2 separate regions of the Rattus norvegicus genome follow, and region 1 is linked to region 2. The links are chromatin contacts, called in public Hi-C maps. All regions are on one chromosome and are shown on one strand. Each heading gives the region's core, a stretch centred on a gene start, on an enhancer-like site or on the middle of the called end of the contact. The rest is flanking DNA. Distances are from core to core; before and after follow the strand shown.

Region 1 (6,812 bases), core at 2,938-5,437, 490 kb before region 2:
CTAGTTTAGACAGTTAAAAAAATACTGTCTGCCATGCAGTGTTGACACATACCTTTAATCCCAGCACTCAGGAGCAGAGAGAGGTGGATGTCTGTGAGTTTGAGGCCACCCTGGTATATAGAGTGAGTTGTAGGACAGAGAATCCCTTGTCTTGAAAAACAAAAGACAAAAGTATTGTCACAGGTAAAGATTAGCTTTAGAAAAAAAAGCCAAGATTTTAATAGTGTGTGTGTGTAGAAGTATTTTATTGTTTATGTTCACACTGATGGATATTCTGCTTTTAAATTGTGTTTGTCGAGAGTGCAGTGGCCACTGGGTGACTACACTGAGCTGTCCGTGAGCAGCTGGTCAGCCTTAGGGTAAGAAAGAGTCAGAGAGTCCTGGCAGAATGGGATTAGATTCTATAGAGTAACAGGAGAGGCCTAGAGGCAGAGTAGGGATGAACTCTTGTTTCTTCATTGGGCAAAACACTGTGAGTTTACAGTTGTCTGTGTGACACAGAAAAGAAATTTGACGTGTTAGGAAATGACAGGATAGCTAAAAGTAGTTTTTACTTGGGGCTGTGCAAAATAAACACAAAGTAAGTGTTTACTTTGGGATTGACTTTTAAATTTTCATCAACAGAGAGAACTAATGGAACGCTACTAAACCAGGAATGGCAGTAGTCTCTTGTTTCTTAATGGTTATGACCTGTAGCAGTCCATGTTGAAACTCTAGAACTTATTTGATTCATGGATCTAAGGTCATAGTTTTCTCACCAATGTTTTGTTTTGGTCCACAGGCTTGAAGAAATAAAGTTAGTGCTTGTTTATTGAAGCAAATTATGACAGCATATCTGAAATTTCTTTGGATCTTTTGGGAAATTCCTATTTATAAGACAGGACTATCCAGGGACTAAGCCACTACCTAAAGACTATACATGGACTGACCCTGGACTCTGACCTCATAGGTAGCAGTGAATATCCTAGTAAGAGCACCAGTGGAAGGGGAAGCCCTGGGTCCTGCTAAGACTGAACCCCCAGTGAACGTGATTGCTGGGGGGAGAGCGGCAATGGGGGGAGGGTGGGGAGGGGAACACCCATAAAGAAGGGGAGGGGGAGGGATTAGGGGGATGTTTGCCTGGAAACCGGGAAAGGGAATAACATTCGAAATGTAAATAAGAGATACTCAAGTTAATAAAAAAAATATGTAAGGTCTTATCTACGTGGGTTTGATTACAAAAACTAATAAAGTATTCTCTAAATAAAAAAAAAGACAGGACTAGAGAATAATCTTGGAGAACTCTTGGCCTTTTAAAAAAATTATAAGAGAAAATAGAAAGAAGCTTTAAAGTGTCGTCCCTAAACCTAGTCACAAAGAGTGTGGATATTACTCTTGTCACACTGGGGTAGTGTTGGCTTTACTCATTGTAGAGCCATTGCAATAGCCCATACTATGAAGATAGAGTCAGACAGACTTTCAGGTCCTCTCCATGCCTTACACAGTCCTCTCCAGCTTGTCCTAATGGAAAAACCATTAATGGACAGACACATGTGTGCTGAAGTGCTGAGGGCCATGTCAAAGGGAAACCCAAACTCCAGCTTTTCTCTCCTGGTTATCCACTCTCAGCCATATAAGAAGTATTCATTTCATCTGTCCATGATTGATAGCACCTTGGAAACAAATGCCCTGTAGATAAGGTTTCCAGGGGATACATCCTTATGTGGTGTAAGTTGTGTTCATAGTGCACAGCCTCTTGCTGAAGAGTTTTGGAGCAAGGTGGATGTCTGACATCTCAGTGCTTTAGGGTACATTCCCTATATTTGTTCATTTCACCTATCTTCACTCAGGCCACTTACTTGGTGATGTTGAATTAAGTTCTCAAGATAACCCTGGAGGATAAATAGCCTTGAAAGTGCCGTAGGGGCAGGGTAGAGAACAAACCAGACAAAATGTTTTATCACCACCAGAACTCGCTTGGTAATGATAATGTCTCTGGAGAGATAGATAATACGGGAGAAAAAAAATGTCCCTGGTACTCAAATTCTAGGCTCTTGGGTACCTGAATTACATTAGTCACTGATAGCATCAGTGTGTTTTCTGTGCATAGACTAGCAGGAATTTTGGCCTGACATTCATGTCTTTAAGGAATGATAATGATATATTAAATAACATTATTACTTAAGAACACTTAGGAAAGAATGTATTGTGCCAGCTATAAATGTGCTAAATTAGCCAGAAAAAAAAACACACACACACAAAAGGAATAACTCATTAGGGTGGGTCAGAGGTGTGAAGAGGTTCAGCCACTTGTGAGAGCTGGGAAGGGCCACAGTGGGAGGGAGACTCCAAAGCCAGGACAAGGGAGTAGGCACCTAGGCAGGTACTAAGGGCCCTGGAGCCACAGTGTAGCTTATTCAGCTTGGTCAGTAGATGGCACCAAATAGCTGATAGAACTTACCTGGTGAAAGGTTCGCCCTGTTTGGGTTTCTCCTTGAGTTGGATTAAATCAACTTTTCTATACTTTGAATGATTGTACTCCGAGTATTGTAAAGTTTTTCTTTACTAGAGATAGAATATTCCAAGATAGGTTTTAAAAAGCTGTAATGTTGCAGTAGTCGTGAAAATTAACCATCTCCAAGGTTACTAGTGTGTAATCTTGCCTTCTTGCCCCCCATCCCTGTGTTAGAGTTGTTTAACTATAAGGTCACTCAATCGCTAGGTTTTAGCTTGTTAATTAGTGGTTTTGTGAAATCCTGTAAATATGTCGTTAACATAACTGTTAAGTTAATATACCAATACGTTTGTGTTGTTGGGCTCGATTACATCTGTCTGCATTTCCACCCCCTTGCTTGCCACTTCCTATAAAACCTTGTCCCGATGAGAGTTCAGGGCTGCTTCACCAAACCGTCCCGTGGGTCAGTGGTGAGGTAAGCCCAGGCTCCAGCTTGGGATAAAGAGACCCTAATGTGGTTACCCAGGAGTCTGCTCCTGGTTGGTCTTTTGGTGCTCTTTCCTCAAGAGCACATAGGGTATGTTAATGGTTTGTGAGAGAACTGTAATGGTAAAAGAGGAAGCAGGGGGACTGCTTGAGCCCCTGATGGTGCCATCCCAGACACAGGTGGTTCATTTCAGCATGGAGACCCTGGTGCAGTCCTCTGTTGCTGGGCGGTGATCTTGTTCTATTAGCACACAGATACTAGTGATGAACTGTGCAGGCTGGCCCCTGCGTACACTCTTGGTGCACACTGAAGCTTGAGCCAAGTGAGCATCCATGTGCAAAACTCTTACTATTAATCTTTTAATCTTAAGGTTAGGAGGGAGAAGGAGAGGAGATAACCAGCATCAATTCCCCTTGTTATTTTTCTACCACCAAGACAGGAGCTATTTCCATTACATTCCCTTCTTAGATGTGCACTTTACTTACTTAGATAGCTTTGTGTACCTGACTGGGCCTGAGTCCCTGCAGTGAAATTGAACACATACAGGAGTTTAACTATACCAATAGAATCAAGCACAGACCCTTACAAATGCCATAGGACTGGCCATGTTGTACCAAGAAGCGTTCAAGAACCCAAAACACCAACCAGGAGCAGACTCCCGGGTAATCACATTAGGGTCTCTTTATTCCAAGCTGGAGCCTGGGCTTATCTCACCACTGACCCACGGGACGGTTTGGTGAAGCAGCCCTGAACTCAACTCATGGGGACAAGGTTTTATAGGAAAGGACAAGCAAGGGATGGAGGTGTCTAAGCCTGCAAGCATCTAATTGGGGGCTATTGTTGTCCTTTAACATAATTGGCTGGTGCTAGGTGTCAAACCATAAACTCAACTAGTTCTTTTCTGCTGGTTGATGGTTGTTAGGAAATGAAGTGGCAAGGGGCAGGCATGTAACCTGGAGGTGCAGATTTGTTGGGGAGTAACCTGGAAACTGGTGCTAGACACCGGCTGTTAGTTAGCCCGAGTTCAGCCCTAGGTCAGGTTCTCTAAGATGGAGTCTGAACCCATGACCTTTCAGCTGGACCTTTCTCCATGTCCTGTCAGCACACCTGACACAAATACCCACACACACCACTACCACATTCACATTCACGTCTGCTACTGCCAGTGCCAAACCACTTCCGTCTCTGGGGTAGCCTCCAACCAGCTCTGCTTCTATTTTTGACCCTAGAATGTGTTTCCACATGGCACCAAGAACAATCCTTCGGCAGATGCTGGATCAAAGGTCATCATTCTAGACTCAGCCAAGTCTGGCCTGACTCTGTCTAGCTCCTGTAGCCTTATCTCTCCTTACTTCTCCCTCTGCACACCGGACTCCAGCTGTACTGAGCATGCCATGGTGTTTCCTTTGTCTGGTTTGCCACTCTTCCTGATCTGGGAATGGTCTGTGCCTTTTAGACACTGAGATCTACTTCAGTACTAAGCAGTGTATTTATTTCTGACCAGCTAAAATAGCCACTCTCAAATTCATCTGTTTGCGTTTTATTTTCCTTAACTCTGTGGCTTTTCTTGTATGTTGTGTCTCCCTTCTATGAGGACGTAAGCTTCACTCGCATCGTTTGTTGGTTTGTTGTTCTTCCCCAGGAATCTAGAGCAATGCTGAGCATGTAGTAATTCCTCAATATACTTGGGTTTTGCATGTGAATAATGGCTTTATTGAATGGAGGAACTGTATTTAAAGCTAAACATGAACCTCCATGAATAGACATAATTAGTGGGCCAGAGCTTATTTCATAATTATTCCAAAAAAAAAAAAAAACACCATTATCCGCAGTGAGCTCTAGAAGAGTGGGTCCTAGAATTTATAGAAACAATGGCATAAATAATTATAATACTTGAGTATTTACTATGCACAGATACTATCTTTGATGTCTTATGCTTAGGTCTGGATCTTAGGCATCAATTTTGAATATGTAAACGAGATACAGAGACCGAATGGTTTGTTCGTTTTTCTTATATAGTTGTTGATAAATGAGAAACTAGAAGGTAATAGACCATAAAACTAAGTGAATGCATTCAAGAAGACCCATGTAGATGTTGCTATAACCCCGATTAAAACATTAAACCCTCACCTTCATTTCTTTTGATTTTCACTTTGTTTTGCTCTGTTTTGGGTTTTTTGTTTGTTTGTTTGTTTTTTAAGACGTGGGTTCTCTATGTAACCACAGCTGTCTTGGAACTCACTCTGGCCTTAAATGCAGAGATCAGCCTGCCTCTGCCTCCTGAGTGCTGGGATTAAAGTTATGCGCCACCATTGCCCAGCCAATTTAAACTCGTTTTTAAAAGAACATTAATTTGGCATCCAGCGTTTCATTCAGTCTCCTCCCTCCTCCGTGTTTGGGGCCGAGGTCACACTTGTGGTATGAAGCAGAGCCAAAGTTGAAAATCAGCCTTGGCTCTAGAAGGTGCATCTGGACAAGCAGAAACTATGCTCCTGCAGCTCTGTGGAGGCTGTGTGCTTTGAATACATACCTATGCTTTTCCTTTCTGTGTCACAGAACTCAGAAGTAACTGATGTGGACAAGCAGCTGAGACAGCCAAGATGACGACCACGGTGGCCACAGACTATGACAACATTGAGATCCAGCAGCAGTACAGCGATGTGAACAACCGCTGGGACGTGGATGACTGGGACAATGAGAACAGCTCTGCACGGCTCTTTGAGCGCTCCCGCATCAAGGCCCTGGCAGGTGAGTGTCCTGAAGTTGTGTGTCTCACCTGTCACCAGATGTTCTATAGCCCTTGAACAGCAGCCATTTCTCCTTTAAGCTGTCTTGCTTGAAGTTGATCTCCCCTTGCTTTAACATATCCTACGACAACTAGCTGACCCTTTTATAAGACATTTACTTTTGGAGAGCTGCCAACCTTAATAGCTAACATAGTTTAGAACACAGTAAATAATGTTTACAGCAATTTAGAAAGAGCTGCTAAGAGTTTGCAAGGATTTTTTTATTTGTAACACATCTTTCATTTCAAATGTTTTATCATACCATATTTATATAAAATATCCATAAAATGGCTGTGTTCTTAGTGCCAGTGGCAGATTAACTGATCTTAGCAGTGCAAGGTTAGTGAGTATCTACTGCAAGGTCTTTAGATCTGAAAGCAGCCGTGTCCTGTGGGAAGGCTGTATTTAATGCTGTTAATGAGCAGGTTTGCCATTGACCATTCCCATTAGTGTGGATTGTCCTTCCTGTGTGATTGGTATTCCCTTGCTGCTGCTGAATACATAGAACATTTCAGTGGCCTTCATCAGCAGGCAGCAATGTCAGGAAAAGGTTCCATCACTCTGAAAACTGAGCAGTACCAGACATGTATAAAACAAGAGTCAAAATGGAGTGTATTTAAGATACTCTTTGCGTGTACTTTTGAGATTTTAGAGGATTGTTTCAGAATGAGAAAGTGGGTGAATGATTTTTCCTTTTAGTGTCATTAATTATGATAGATTATACCATGATGAGCAGATATATTCCCTATTGATTGTTAATTCTAGTTCACTTTTCTGTTGTCTTTATAGTAGAATCTGATTATGAAACACTGTTTTCAAGAAGGAGGACATCTAATCAAGTGGCTAAAGTGACAGAGAAATTATTGGTCATAGAGTCAGCACGTTCTAGCTTTTGATAGAATTTTTCATGACCTTAAATGATATGACCAGGTTGGCCCAAAGCAGTGGTTCTTAACCTGTGGGCCTCAACCGCACTGGGGGTCAAATGACCCTTTCACAGGGGTCGTCAAAGACCATAGATATTTACATTACAATTCATAATGGTAACAAAATCACAGTTATGAATTTAGCAATGAAAATAATTTTATGGTTGGGGGTCCCAGAA
Region 2 (5,992 bases), core at 53-2,552:
TTTTAGTGCCTATCACACCTCTCACAAGCATACGAAGTAAATGTAAAAGCCATTAAACAGATCACACACACACACACACACACACACACACACACACACACAGCACCTTATATACACAGTTTAAGTCAACCTTGGCTATAATAAAGCACAGACGAATAATTTGGTCTCAGAACATAGCTCCAAGAATTCAAACAACACTGGCAAAATTAAATTCAACACCCGTAAGCCCAAATTCTACCAACAGAGATGAGATTAAGTTAAAAAAAAAAAAAGTAAAGAGAATTCTATTCACTGTTTAAACATTCTTCCTACAGTAAAGTATGTAATCCAGTCCTTAAGAGAAAGGATACCAGACTCAGTAGAAGTCTCAGGAGATTTAATCTTTTAACAGTACTAAGCTACTAACCACATCTACCTTTTCCCACAGTAGATATAATAAGACTATTGCTCTTTTTTTCTTAAGAGTGAGAACCAGGCGCTGGAGAGATGGCTCAGTGGTTGAGAGCACTGACTGCTCTTCCAGAGGTCCTGAGTTCAATTCCCAGCAACCACATGGTGGCTCACAGCCATGTGTAATGAGATCTGATGCTTTCTTCTGGTGTGTCTGAAGACAGCTACAGTATACTTATATATAATAAAGAAATCTTTAAAACACACACACACACACACACACACACACACACACACACACACACACACAAAAGCCTTTCTCTATTTTCTACAATGCAGTCCCGCTACTTACAAAAAAAAAAAAAAGAAAAATCTAGAAAAAGACAATGAATGAATGACCAAGTTTAAGTGAGCTTTAGCTCAATTTAGAATTAAAAACAGGTATTTTCCTAAGATTAGCAGTTCTTAAAATTGGTTAATGACAAACTCAGCCTAACTCCTCCCTAGGCTCAAGGGAAGGCTAGCATTTCAGGCACCTGGGCAGGCCCTTTGCTCCTCCCCGCTTAGCAGTAGCACATACACCTACACCTCATCCACTTCAAGCTTTCACAGAAGTTGAAATGACTTCCAGACAAGACTAGGAAGCCCTATACGAGTTCACAAGGGAAGACTGCAAGAGTCTTGAAGCATAATCAAACTGAATTTTAATGCTACTGAAACTTCTCACGAAGGTCATCTAAAGCAGTTGAACTTCCCAATCTACAAAAGCACTAGTAAAAATAGGCAATATTACACTTTCTCCTAAAATCTGACAGTCTGTAATCACTTTTTCTTCATCCTAAACAGCTTCTCTACAACCAGTCTTCTCTTGGTGAAACCACGCCCTCCTGCTCCTTCTACTGCTGTTAGAGCTAACTTCTCCTGGTACTCCACTAATGCAGGCTCGGAGCTACTGGCTTTGCTTCCCTATCTTTAGCTTTTGAAGAAGATACCCTCACTTTGCATTTGTTGTATATTCTTTATCATTGCTTGGCATTTCCATCACTTCAAAGTGTCTGGAACTCAATTTGGCCTTCAAAATGAAATCTGATGCTAAGCACAGTTGTTCATTGCGATTGTGACTTCATATAGTCCTGCAACCTATGAGAAGTATCAAATATTTCTTCACTTATTGTTCTTAAATCTGTTACTTCCTTTTCATTCCCACTTCAGATGAGGAGGTTCTGGGTGTTCTTTTGTAAAAACCGGGCATAACTACAGCCATCCCAAACTCAGGCTTTTCTCCTCCAGCTTATACTACACCACAGATGGCCTTCTGAACCAGTCATCAGTTATTACTACTTACTTAAAACATCAAACCAACACAACCTGGCCCAGAACATCTTGTCATAAAACCCCAGAGAACCTCAAAACTGGAACCCTATAAAAACTTAGAGGAAGTTTCTTACCTAGTCAAAATCAAAGCATATTAGAACTGAAGTGTGAGCCCCTAGATTGTTTTCCAAATCTGCCCAGTAATAAAATGATGACACCAGATTGCCAGACCCTATAAACTTGCTTTGATAGAATCACAGGAATCATTTTTTTTTTTTGTGAACCACAGAGAAGCTTCAGGAAATCTGACCTAGACCTTCTAACCTTCTGTCATCTTTGATCCTACAAATCTATCTTTCCACTATTATCCTATACAATCTACTCTATCCAAAATATTCTAGTCACTGTCTTGGTCCTATCTTCTTAGTGCTTACAAAGCAGGTGTGATTAGAAAGGAAGGAAAAACTACAGGGATGGGAAGAGAACAGAGCCCAACAGAGCCGCTCACCTGGTGAAGCCTCTTACCAACTAAGAATCAAGAATTCCAACAAAATTAACATTTGCAAATTCTTAGGAATCTCAACGGAAGTCCAGCTTACAAACAAAAGGGCATGTCCTAGTTCCTGGTGCAACCCTAAACTCCTGAGTTTATCTTATTAGGTTTGAGCCCATCCAAGGAACTATGAGTTCTATAATCTCATGTACAGAAAAAGTTTCTGAGCAATCCTTTGAAATGTACCTTGAGAGCCACAAAAATGCTATGCTGCTGCTAATTCCAATTCTTTGAGAACTGTGAGCACAGTATATTATATTTTCTTCCCAGGCACCTCTTTGTCTTTAATCTTTTCTTCCTACCGTATGGTCTAAATTTCTTTCCTGTACTGTCTGAAAAAGAACCTGCGGGCTGACCTGGGTTACAGTGTGGAGTTGTCTCTCTCTGCTGCTGACATCACTCTTCCATCACTCTCCCATCACTCTCCCATCACTCTCCCATCACTCTTCCATCAGTCTTCCATCACTCCTCCGTCACTCCTCCATCACTCTTCCATCACTCCTCCATCACTCTCCCATCACTCTTCCATCACTCTTCCATCACTCCTCCATCACTCTTCCATCACTCCTCCATCACTCTCCCATCACTCCTCCATCACTCTTCCATCAGTCTTCCATCACTCTTCCATCAGTCTTCCATCACTCCTCCATCACTCCTCCATCACTCCTCCATCACTCTTCCATCACTCTTCCATCAGTCTTCCATCACTCTTCCATCACTCCTCCATCACTCCTCCATCACTCTCCCACACACCTGACCTGACTCACAAGTCTTCCTTCCTTCCTTCATCTTCATCTAACTTTTCCATAGAACCTCAATAATGAAATATTATAGATTTCATTTGTCAACATATTCTGCCAATAAACAGAAAATAGTAAGACTGTAACAATACCAATTATAATACTGTTCTTTACCAAAACGACTAGATATCTAATAAGCAAAAACATTTAAAACTTCACCAAAACAAAAGCAAAGCCAAACACGAAATCAGAATTCTATTTGTTACTGGTGACAGATTTGGGAAGGGAGTCTGGGAGGACAATGCAGGTCTGGGGGACCAGGCCTGAGTCTATTATTTTAAGTTTACCCAGACACCTCAGGATAGGTTCCTTCTTCTAGGTTCCTCACTTTTTCAAAGTAAGGAAAAACTCATTCACCTCAAGCATCTCAGTGATTTCCAATTTAAATCTTACTATATATGATCTTTAGCATTAGCAGCTGATACAGAAAAACACTAAAATATAACAACACCTAGATATGGAAAAAAATAAAGTTGGTCTGACTTACTGAAACAAGCACTAAAAACAAAAGGCACTAAAAAGTATCAGCCGACCAGATTTACAAACAAATAAAGCAAGGCTCAGCAGAGAGATTCAAGAGTGATTCTCAGTTTGTTTAAGAGCCTTTAATAGTTAAATCTCTGATAAAAGGTAGATTCTACTGCATCTTAATCTCTTGTCTTTATATCCCTGCATTATCTTAGTAAGAGCTTAATATTTTAATACTAGACAATTGAAGTTGTTCACACTAAGACTTGAAAGTTGCAGAATGGGCCTACTGTGGCTTTTCACCCACTTTATTATATTTATATTTGGTAAGTATCTTTCTACTTACCAAAAACTAGCATATTGATTCACTTCACCTTTAACATTTAGGACTAAGCTAAAGAAAAGGCCTTTTTATAATAAAGCTCACAGCTTTTCCCCTTTATGTTCAATAAAAGATCTTTAACAAAGACTCATTTGAATTCAATGTTAAACTTACCTTTCCCCTACATTTTTCTTGGTTGGTTTTGGTTTTGTTTTTAAAGCAGGTCATTGCTGCAGAAATGCTTTTAGCATTATCCCTGTGTTAATAACAAAAGAATAGCCAGGAAAACAAAACCAAACCCTTTGAGTGATATGCTTATTTGGGCCACTTAAGAACAAGTCTAACAATTTTTAAGACAACTTATTCAGATACATGACTCGTTGCTGTTCTCTTTCTCTCTCATATTAAATAGCAGTTGTCAAGCAACATAATAAAATGCTGTTAAAATAATTCAAGTCGATATTTTACTACTACTTTGCAGGTTTAAATTCTTACACAATGAGCCACAGAGACTTTAAAGGATCTGAATTTTCAAGAGGAGGAAGGGGATCAAGATCACTGATTGGTTATTATAAGGACAAAGGTTAGTACTTTAAATTTAGATATGCATTTAAAACTATGAAATACAGAAAAGTTAAAATAAGAACTTCAAAGATTCCCATTTGATTTTCAAAGATAGCAATGCAACTCTGCTACCTACAAATCTATGGACAAATTTCAGGCACACCAGCTGAGATTTATTTAAAATCGTCATGAAATGCCATCAGACTACAGAGATGGTTATACATTCTTCACACCAAAGCGGCCAACAAATGAGAGAGATGTTAATCCTATACCAATTTCAACACACAAGATTAGAAAGAAACACAACAGACAGGTCTAAAATGACTAAACCGAACACCACTGAAACAGAATATGACATCTTTTCTGTACACAACCGACTGTAAAAACACCGGAGGCAGCTGTTTTGCTTTAATCTTAAGCATTTCATGCTCACAGGCTTCACCTTCAATCCTAAGTATATCTAAACTGCAAAGCTTACCCACGAACTCTTAGTGGTTACATAAAAGAACGAGTGAAAGACATACCCTTGTCCTTCCAATGTTTCTTCTGTCCGTCCATTTCTTGCCACGATCTGCCCTCCAGCAGCAATTACAAATTATGCATACCAACAGAAACGCTGTAAACTGCAAAATTCTCCCTGAGACATGAAACACCCGCTTCCCCAGACTAAGCCTGCAGTCCCTGCTGCACAACTGCAGCAGGGCTGGAGTCACCTGATGTCTTCGGGGTGTGGAGCAAGCTGACGCAGTACAATCTGTAACTAGGCTACTAATACTCAGACATTAATGCTTTCCTTCTATCTGATTATTGTCCTATCCGTTTGCTTGCTGTGCATGCCAAATGGAGCTGCCTTTGCAGGGAAGGGGACAGCTACCAAAAAAAACCAAAACCAAAAAACCAGCTACCAAAGAAAGGGAAAGACTTCCAACAGAGCCAACCACTAAATATACCTAAACACACAGACTGAATCTGCACCAGACTTCTCTTTTCTTTCTCGAGGGACAGTTCAATTGTGCTTCTGTGTTTTCAGTTTCACTTGAAACTCTAAAATCAACAGTTAACCCACAAGACAGAAATGGACTAATCCAAATGGGTTAATAACTTCAGTTTCAAGGTTGCAAACTTCCCTTTTTTTTCTGGATTTACTGAGCTTAAAGCGATCATACTTTGTATCCTGGAAAGTATGATCGGAAAAAAAAATCAATGTATTTATGTTTATTAAATTAATTATTTCAGTGGAGAAATTTTCAGTTTCAGTCACCTAAGCTTTTTTTTTCTTTACATTTCTAAAAATCTAGATTCCTCCAAATATATTTATCACCTGCTCCAATTCAATCTTTTAGTAAATACTCAACTACCTACCACTGCAATAGATCTTTGGCTGGGGGAGAAATAGTCAGGTGCTAATAACTATATCATTTGCCCCATGAAAACGGCATAATTTAATAACCATAAACAAATGGTTACAGAATTTCTCATTTTTCAAGTTTATTAAACTTGCAGTCAGTCATTCCAGTGTAGACTGTCTTTCTAATGTTCTACAACTGTTTTTACCTGATGCTAAATTTGCCTAAGCAGAAA

The links. Hi-C and Micro-C count contacts between places; a contact is called where the count stands out from the background.
Region 1: a Hi-C map of psoas muscle shows a contact between it and region 2, with 3 times the contacts expected there. The contact joins two enhancer-like sites. A contact is called at or near these places in 2 of 12 Hi-C or Micro-C datasets (kidney and psoas muscle).

The regions. Positions count from the first base shown.
Region 1 is chr14:108,172,001-108,178,812 of GRCr8, reverse strand. Sptbn1 (spectrin, beta, non-erythrocytic 1) reads left to right here. Exons shown (of 36, transcript NM_001410274.1): 2 at 5,478-5,669. The coding sequence starts at 5,522. Among named protein-coding and RNA genes, the nearest start is that of Sptbn1, 42 kb to the left of the region's middle. Within about 2 kb of position 4,187, at least 4 of the 93 cell types and tissues checked have an H3K27ac peak or open chromatin away from gene starts, as enhancers often do.
Region 2 is chr14:107,675,656-107,681,647 of GRCr8, reverse strand. The region is part of intron 3 of Rtn4 (reticulon 4); the gene reads right to left. Eml6 (EMAP like 6) reads left to right here. Exons shown (of 44, transcript XR_010057763.1): 43 at 4,329-4,430. Among named protein-coding and RNA genes, the nearest start is that of Rtn4, 28 kb to the right of the region's middle. Within about 2 kb of position 1,302, at least 1 of the 93 cell types and tissues checked has an H3K27ac peak or open chromatin away from gene starts, as enhancers often do.